Linked DNA regions of Mus musculus: region 1 is linked to region 2. The links are chromatin contacts, called in public Hi-C maps. All regions are on one chromosome and are shown on one strand. The core of a region is the stretch at or near the end of the contact, and the rest is flanking DNA. Distances in the headings are between cores, read along the strand shown. Region 1 overlaps Syne1 (spectrin repeat containing, nuclear envelope 1). Region 2 overlaps Syne1 (spectrin repeat containing, nuclear envelope 1).

Region 1 (4,572 bases), core at 1,330-3,829, 73 kb after region 2:
CATGGAGAACAAAGGGGTAGCGTGCCAACAACTATTTAGTACCAGGCAGCAGGGCAGATGCTCTCTACAAGAAAATGGTTCGTAAATATGAATTGATCTTTTATTGTGTTATCATTAGGGTTCTTTCCTTCAATTAAATTGGAGCATCAACATTTGAACTGTCAAGTTTTGTTCATGAGCTGGCCACTAACAAACCAGCAAAAACTTCTTGGCCAAAGAAAAACAGAGAACATGATTTTAAGATAATTTCGTGATTATGTGTAATTTCCATGGTCCCCTACGATAAACTAAATTCTGAAAAAGTCATACTTAGTTAGCATTTTACTGTCACTGGTTAAGATTATGAAACTCAAAGCTGTCATAAGCATTAACTGGGTAGAAGGAACGAGACAGAAGTAAATACACCTCTCAGGGACTCACGATTGCACGCCTAAGCAAGCCGCTTGTGTGGCTTACAGACTAAAATGCTGTAATAATTTGGCAACTTTCTTCATAGACAATACATTTTAGAGTAATGAAAATTATTTTTTCATACTCTAATTAGCCTGGTGACTTTCCAGGCACAGTCAGTATACATGTGTACAAAATATAACACCCAGAAAAATCAACCCTGTTTTTCTGATTCTAAGTGGATTTCTCTCTCCTTGTTCTATACCATACATTCTAACAAGCACAGGTGTGAATCCCACCAAGGCCACTCCTCAGTGCCATAGAGTGACACACTCCGATACCCACTGTGAGTCTTCACGTGCATATCTTAATGCTACCCATGTCTCCATTAAAGCACTTCCAGAGTATAGTCTACTCCACTGGCCACTGGCACTGCTGTCTATCTGCCTCCTCTGTCTGTTGAGGCCTCCAGATATGCAAGCCAGCATCCCTGGGCTCCTTAGCAGGCATCCTTTTCCCCATTCCCACATCCAAGCAGTTGTCTTTCTATTCAGAATGCATCTTGAGTGAGTCTGCTAGTCTAAGGTCTCCTGCTCATGCTTCCATACCATGCAATGCACAAGTGCTCTCTTAAATCCCCCCCTCCTCTTGAGTGCTGCATAAACCTGGAGAAGCGATGTAAACTTTCCACTGATTTTTAGATCCGCTGTCTTTCTTAAGACTACTCAATAGCAAAATATGATGATTACAAAATTTGTTGAGTACTTGTTATGTATTAGGATCTACTGAGAGTATCTCAAAGAGTTCAACTTATTGAAGCCTTACAGTATTGTGAGGCAGTGGCTGTGGACAGGTAGTTGAGGACACAGAGGCTCAAGGTCATAAGGCTACTAAGATTATACAGCAGCAATCAACAAAGCTGGAATTTGCAATACATGGCTGTTGAGGCAGAGAACCTGGGATACTTAGTGAGTCAAAGCCCAGTCCGCAGGATTGGTTTTAAAACCGAGGGCAGCCAATAAAGCCAACAAAGTAAACTTGTTGGCTTCAGGGACCTTAGTCTTAATCTTTGCTCTGTCTGAACAACATATACCAGTAGGGATATTATAGAGATTTAAAAATGATTCATAGGAAATATGTTCATATGTCTATATACATATACAATGTTATTTATTTCATGTATGTGTGCCACTGCACATGTGTCAGGTAAGAGGATAACATGTGGGAGTCAGTTCTGTCCTTCCAGCAAATAGGATCAGGGGATTAAATTCAGGTCTTCAGGCTTAGCAGCAAGCACATTTAACCACTGAACCATCTTTCCATCCTTCATTTATATTTTTAAGACTATAGATTATTTGAAAGCGGTAATGATCTGTCCCTTTATATGACTTTCTAGAAATTTTCATGTTTCTTGGTGAATGTAACATTTGAAGTTTATAGTAACTTTTTACAAATCAAAAATTACATCAAATTCTTCCAGGTTTGCTGAAAAATAGCTTCCATTGTCGTAAGTATTCTGAAAAGGGCCCTTTTGATTGAGCATGAAAACCATCAATACTAAAGGTTTAGCAGTGACTTTTCCGTTTTTTCCAGTGATTCAAGACAGAAAAGGTTCCCTAAGCATAGAATTACATATCTGGCCCTGGGATTCTAATGTGGCAGCAAAAAGTAATAAATCTGAAGAGTTCGGATTGGAAAGCAGTGTAACGGCTTCCAGTGTAAGCCTGAGAGAGCGAGAAGAAATTAGACCATCGCCATTTCAAAAGCTTTTCAGTAGTGAGTTTTGGGGTGTTTTTGATATTACAGTATCTCCTGCATGCTCTTTGGTAACAAGAAATAAACTCTATTATTACCAATTGGAAATTACAATAAATGATAATTTAGCTTTTATTGGTTGAATTTAAACTTTTATTCAACTCTTGGTTTGACTAAGTGGTTTTCTCATCCTTCCAAATTCTAAAAGCATGAAACTTGGCTTTCTAAATCTTTAGTTCAAGCCAGCTGGTGTTCTGCAATGTTCTAGCTCTTTGTTATCCATTAAAACAAAACAAAACAAAACAAAACAAAACAACAAAAAAACCCAACTAATGTGTTTATAAGATCTGAGAGATAGCTCAGACACTAACATGCTTCATGAATTTGACCCTCAGCACCCATGTAAAGAGCTAGTTACAGTAACACACCCTTGTAATCTCCAGCCCTGGAGAGGAAGAGCTTAGAACACTGGGGCTCACTAGGCTGCCAGCCTACCTTAAGAACAGTGAGGTCCTTTATGCTTCAAAACAATATGGATGGGCCAGAACAATGGCTCAGTGGGGAGAGACACTTTCTACCCAAGTGTAATGAGCATCTTCCCCAGGACTCCCATTGTAGAAGGAGACAAAGGACTCAGATGAGTCTCCTCTGACCTCAACATTCATGCTTCCCATCTCCATATACACATATTAGATAAAGAAATGAAATAAAAGTTAAAATGAACACAGGGTAGGTGATTCCTGAGGAATGACCCCCACACTCATGCGCATACTTCATATCACCCACACATGCACGTGCACTCACACATGCCCTCAGATACCTCGCTGCAAATATGCAGCACATAATGAATGCTTGTAAGATACTCATGGCTGATCATTATCGCTGTTCCTTGAAAATGGCCCAAACCCTTTGTGACCTTCCAATTACCTGGAAACGGAGGATTTGCTGGAGTCTTTCCTTCATCTGATGACACCGCTGATCCACTACTGAATCCAGCAGGGACAATCTGCCCAAAAGACAACCCAGAGTATCTTCAATGACATCCCGGTTGTCACTGTCCTCTGGGAATGCTTGGGAAAACAAGTTCTTGTTCTTATCCATTTCTTCAGACATTTCCTTAATGTCCTTGGCAAGAGCCTAGGGTTGATGAAAGCCAAGCTTCACCTCATTGTTTGGACTTCTGTAAATCAAGTTATCATCCCCTGGGAAATCCAGGAAACCTTTCACTTACTAACAACTACACTTAGACAAGCCGAGTCTCCTTCGAGAACTTCTATAGGTCACAGGTAAGTTGTTCTAGCAGAGATTTTTCTCAGAGACTTTATATCATTATATAATAAAAATATGCATTGCTAAAAATTAAATTAAAAAAAATAAATGCTGGTTAGGAATTCAGTTCTTATAGTTTGTGTTTCATACAGGGAGGATTTGAAATGTACAATAACCCAGAGTTCTCCATTTCTCCTCCTCTTGAACTCACATTAAAAAGTTATAAAAATGCATATCATACATGTCTTTGAGAGCTTTTATGTTTAAAAAAGTCTGTCCCACACTATTTTTCTTGGAAACACACCATAGCATTTTATTAGAGCTGTCTTGTTCTTGGTATTCCATATTTGTAAATATAATTACTCGTTACTAATTGTAATTGCTTTGAGATTTCATGCATGGACAGAAATTGCCAACCTTACCTCCTGGTTGAAGAGACAAGCTTCTGTTTCTTCTGGCAAAGGTGCCGTGGCTACAAATAAGCGCTCCTCGACGTCATTCAACCAGGTGGAAGTGGCTGAGACTCCGTCATATAGCTTCTGCTCCAAGTGAATGCTCTGTCTGTCTGTCCCTCCACTCTGGGGAACACAGAGAGACACGCAACACGCAGAAGACAATCAGTCTCCATCCAGGTGTAATGCCACAGACCTGGAACCCCAGCTCTCGGGAACTGAAGACAGGAAGATGAGGCAGTTAAGCTCATCCACAGCTGAGAAGTGAATCTGAGGGCAGCTTTGGCTACAAGAGACCCTGCCTCCACCTCTCCACTCCCAACTCATCTTTTAGTCGTCATCATCATCATCATAATAATAATAATATTAATACATTTCAGTATTTTGAAGAACTATAGAGAAATAATGGAGCAAACGGATATTCAGGAATTAGCACCTGTAAGCTCCAGGACTCATCACTAGTGCTAGGCCTCAACAGTCATGGGCAAAGATGAAACAACTTTGCAAAGTTCAGATGAACAAGTCCCAGAAAGACAAGACCAAGACAAGTACAATGATGGCCCAGGCATACCTGTGATGACGCCTCCCCGAAGGCCTGGCTCAGCCCATCCAGCAAGGACGTCACTGAAGTCTTATCCTGAGTCTGTGCTTCCCCTCTGAATGGAAGTACTCCTGACAGGAGTCTGTTCGGACTACTGTAAAGCTG
Region 2 (4,611 bases), core at 1,556-4,055:
GGATAGACTGAAAGCCAGTGTCTCTCCAGAGAACTCCTTCAGCCCGAACTGGGACCACCCAGGCATGCAGCTTCATGTAACTAAGTAGCTTTGGCCATTTTATCGTTTTGTTTGTTTTCTGAGTCTATGAAGCATGCAGGTGGAAGTGTCATACCACCCAAGCCCTCTGGGATGAGCAATCTACTAAATCAGCTTTTATAATACACACACACATGCTCTCTCTCTCTCTCTCTCTCTCTCTCTCTCTCTCTCTCTCTCTCTCTCTCTCACGGCTTTGTCCCAGTAGAGAACCTTGCTGGGTATAAGAAGTCATTCTCTGTTCTCTCCACACTTCCCGCAGCTCTAAGCTATTATCTCTATGTATCTCCCTGTTCCCAACGTTCCATGTAGGTTGGAATCACAGTTTGTGTTCTTTTGTGACATGCTTCTTTCAGTTAGCATGCATCACATGTTAAGCCATGTTAAATGATAAACCCACAATCCGTTCTGACTGCTGAGAACCGTCCACTGCACACATGTCTGTTTTACATGTCTATTCATCTAATTGTGGACATTTCTGTTGATTTTAATCCTGATTTCCTATGAGCAATGCTGCCACATATGGTCATGCGTAAGTGTCTGCACAGGTATAGGTACTCATTTCTTTAGGTATTTTCCTAAAAATACAATCACTGGTGGTGATCCTTCTGTCTGAGTTTCGAGATTATAGGCTTGGACCACTATACATAGCAACCTGCTTTAAAATGTATTTTAAATTATTTTTTTAATATGGGAATGAAAACATTTCAAAGATGCCTTATGTGTCTTAGTTATCGGCTCCATCAGTGGTAAGTAGATAAGACTTAAGTCCTCATAGAACCCCATTTGTCCATGTTCTTTTCTGAGATCAGGTTAACACCTTGCACAAGGCCAACCTCAGGGAAATGAGATACTTGACTACCACAGCTTTTGAGAAATGTCCATTAGGATTTCCTGCCTTTGAGTTAAGCATGTCTAGTTAAATAAAATATTCCTCTGGGTTGGCAATAACTCCTGAGTTTACCAGCATTGTCTCACTAATATAACTTAGTTTACCACTTAGTTTCCCTTGAGGCAGAATAATACAGGGGAGACGAATGGTGGCGAGCTCATTTCCGGGGGGGATTAACAGTGAGCAGCAGTTCAAAGGTTCTAGAGAGAAATCCCACCCACTTCGAGATCTACCCAGACTGTGTTATACAGCACAACCAGTAAGCACAGAGAGATCTGCTCTTCTGGAACACCAAGACTCGGGATTCATCCGTCATCCTACAGTATCAGACAGGAGGGGGTGGCTGCAGCTACAGCTTAGGTTCAACTGATACAAGCAGAAATTCTCAGGATTGGTGACTCCCCTCTAAAGAAAAGAAGCTCCCTCCTTAAGAGTTGAGATGGGTTTGTCTCCCTCTGAGTAGCTTCCTCTGCTTGTTGGCCATGATGCAGAAAACATATGCTAGGGCTCCCCCTTCACCAACATCCACAGAGAGGGTGGTCACACGATAAAAGGAAATCACCTATTTCTTTGAGAAGTTGATGTGCCCAGAGTGAATTAGGCAGTTTAAGTGATTGGCTTTTGGTTAGTCAAAGGTAGGCTCAGTAAAGCTGGAGTCTTTGCTCTAGGCTGTAATTTATAGAAGGATCAATCACATGTCCAGACGCAGCTAAGACTCAAGGCTAGTCTCCACTACTCTGCCATCAAAAATAGAGCAAGTTTCTCATCTTCTACGAGCCTGTCTTTTCTCATTTGACACTGCATTTTCTCCAAACACTAGTATTTAGTGTTTGTAACAAATGATCGATCACCTTTCATATGTCAAGTGCTGTACTATATCTATCCCAGGATGTGGTGTGTTGACAGGAAGACACAGGCAAGTGACAATTTAAAAAGCACTGTCAAACACCACAGGTTTGACAATGTTGTGTTAGTTTGATAGTTTTTCCTTCTTAGCATTCATGTGCTCAATGTCTCCAGGGAGCAGTTTGAATATGCATCCTTCCTGTTTGTCTCACAACATGATGACACTGCTTTCATTTGTTTACTGTGGAGCTATGACTGAAAAAAAAAAACCAAAAACTAAATATGTGGGCTGCAAGCATTGGGTGCAAGCCAGGGCCAAAACCTTTTTTGCAAAGATGTAAATCCCTAAGAAGGGTGGCATTTGATGTTGTTTATAAACTAAATATCCAAGCTATATATAAATGAACCATTTCTTTCTTTGGATTCAGTTGAAACCCTGAAATTTACCAGCTCAGCACATATATTGTCTTAAGGGTACTGCCGCCATGGTATATTGCCTCCAGAGTGAGACAGCTGAATAGGTAGTACATTTTTTTTCTAACAGTAAGTGTTTTTATCAAGACATTGTGGGTGGGTGTAAACAGACACACACACTCACACACAAATGCACACATACAAATGCATATACATGAGCAATTCTAGTGGTGCAGTGTTATATATTTACATTACAGCTAGAATCACACATAGTTCTATACAAGCAACAGAGGAAGAAAAGCAATATAATCCTCAAGGGAGCTAGCTACAACAGATCCCTTGGGCAGCTGAAAAGCCAATTCCCTTTTGCTTTTCTTCTGATGCTCCCAAGCATCTGCTTGAAGCTGGCTTCCTCATCCTCATCTGTGGACCCTCCCAGTTACTCCTGCACATCAGCCGCTTCGAAGGGAGCAGAGCCGGCTGGCTCCTCCTGAGCTGGCGTAACGCCATCTGTGTTCAGCAGAGTTTGGCGACTTTTACAAGGAGTAGAGCACTGGCTTGTTTCCTGTTTTGGATTCATATTTGACAGTAGTTCACCGGAAATGACAAACCCAGGAGCCACTAAAACCTCTGGGTCCCTCTCCTCCAGAAGTATTACATCCTGGCACCTGGCCAGACCCAAAACTACTATCTCACTGGTTTAAACACTCGAGTGTAGATTGGACTGGGACAGAATAATTATGTGTTAGTTTCATACCTCAGGAGTCTGGCAGAGGAAGATCCTAGAAGCATACTCTATCTACTTCCTTTTTTTTTTTTTTTTTTCAGGTTTTGGCCTGCTCACAGGCACAGTGTATAAATCTCCTCAGAGCATATCATGTGGCCAAACACCACTTTCAAGCTGTATTTTCAAGTAGATATATGTACTCTATCGACAATTTTAGAAAATATGAATGTCTGACTTAGTTAGTAATAATAATACTTTCATGGAATGATTACACGATTTGCCTGAATGAGAAATCATCATATGACTATCAATTTCTTCATCTCCAAAATATGATAATTCTGGCATTATTTTTATCCTCAGAGGTACCTAAGTATTAGGACATATACGGAGGACATTGCCTTCATTATTCCCCATAGGCAAACAACACTTAGCTGCTATAGGCACTGGCTTGTCCAAAGAAATGGCCTCTGCATCTAAGAGCATCAAAGTCTTGGGATCAGACGACAATCAGTCGGGAAAGAAGACTATGATCCATGCTGGCAGATAACCAGGAGGAAATGGGAATGCGCCGGACTATGATCCATGCTGGCACATAACCAGGAGGAAATGGGAATGCGCCGGACTATGACCCATGCTGGCACATAACCAGGAGGAAATGGGAATGCGCCGGACTATGATCCATGCTGGCACATAACCAGGAGGAAATGGGAATGCGCCGGACTATGATCCATGCTGGCACATAACCAGGAGGAAATGGGAATGCGCCGGACTATGATCCATGCTGGCACATAACCAGGAGGAAATGGGAATGCGCCGGACTATGATCCATGCTGGCACATAACCAGGAGGAAATGGGAATGCGCCGGACTATGACCCATGCTGGCACATAACCAGGAGGAAATGGGAATGCGCCGGACTATGATCCATGCTGGCACATAACCAGGAGGAAATGGGAATGCACTGGACTATGATCCATGCTGGCAGATAACCAGGAGGAAATGGGAATGCGCCGGACTATGATCCATGCTGGCACATAACCAGGAGGAAATGGGAATGCGCCGGACTATGATCCATGCTGGCACATAACCAGGAGGAAATGGGAATGCGCCGGACTATGATCCATGCTGGCACATAACCAGGAGGAAATGGGAATGCGCCGGACTATGATCCATGCTGGCACATAACCAGGAGGAAATGGGAATGCGCCGGACTATGATCCATGCTGGCACATAACCAGGAGGAAATGGGAATGCGCCGGACTATGACCCATGCTGGCACATAACCAGGAGGAAATGGGAATGCGCACTATGATCCATGCTGGCACATAACCAGGAGGAAATGGGAATGCGCCGGACTATGACCCATGCTGGCAGATAACCAGGAGGAAATGGGAATGCGCCGGACTATGATCCATGCTGGCACATAACCAGGAGGAAATGGGAATGCGCCGGACTATGATCCATGCTGGCACATAACCAGGAGGAAATGGGAATGCGCCGGACTATGATCCATGCTGGCACATAACCAGGAGGAAGTGGGAATGTGCCGGACTATGATCCATGCTGGCACATAACCAGGAGGAAATGGGAATGCGCCGGACTATGACCCATGCTGGCAGATAACCAGGAGGAAATGGGAATGCGCCGGACTATGA

What was found. A called contact is a pair of places that touch in the nucleus more often than the background predicts.
Region 1: a Hi-C map of uterus shows a contact between it and region 2, with 2.1 times the contacts expected there. The contact joins two enhancer-like sites. A contact is called at or near these places in 4 of 39 promoter capture datasets (hematopoietic stem and progenitor cells, liver and stem cell-derived epiblast-like cells), 6 of 484 Hi-C or Micro-C datasets (rod photoreceptor and uterus), 1 of 115 datasets of contacts at active chromatin or transcription factors (memory CD8 T cells) and 3 of 9 other capture datasets (adipose tissue, liver and pancreatic islet).

What each region holds. Positions count from the first base shown.
Region 1 is chr10:5,150,027-5,154,598 of GRCm38.p6, forward strand. It overlaps Syne1 (spectrin repeat containing, nuclear envelope 1), which reads right to left. Exons shown (of 146, transcript NM_001347711.1): 101 at 4,438-4,569; 102 at 3,837-3,992; 103 at 3,073-3,282. Among named protein-coding and RNA genes, the nearest start is that of Gm51757, 170 kb to the right of the region's middle. Within about 2 kb of position 2,580, at least 1 of the 459 cell types and tissues checked has an H3K27ac peak or open chromatin away from gene starts, as enhancers often do. A contact at or near this core is called in uterus, where this site is marked.
Region 2 is chr10:5,077,291-5,081,901 of GRCm38.p6, forward strand. The region is part of intron 127 of Syne1 (spectrin repeat containing, nuclear envelope 1); the gene reads right to left. Among named protein-coding and RNA genes, the nearest start is that of Gm51757, 250 kb to the right of the region's middle. Within about 2 kb of position 2,806, at least 70 of the 459 cell types and tissues checked have an H3K27ac peak or open chromatin away from gene starts, as enhancers often do. A contact at or near this core is called in uterus, where this site is marked.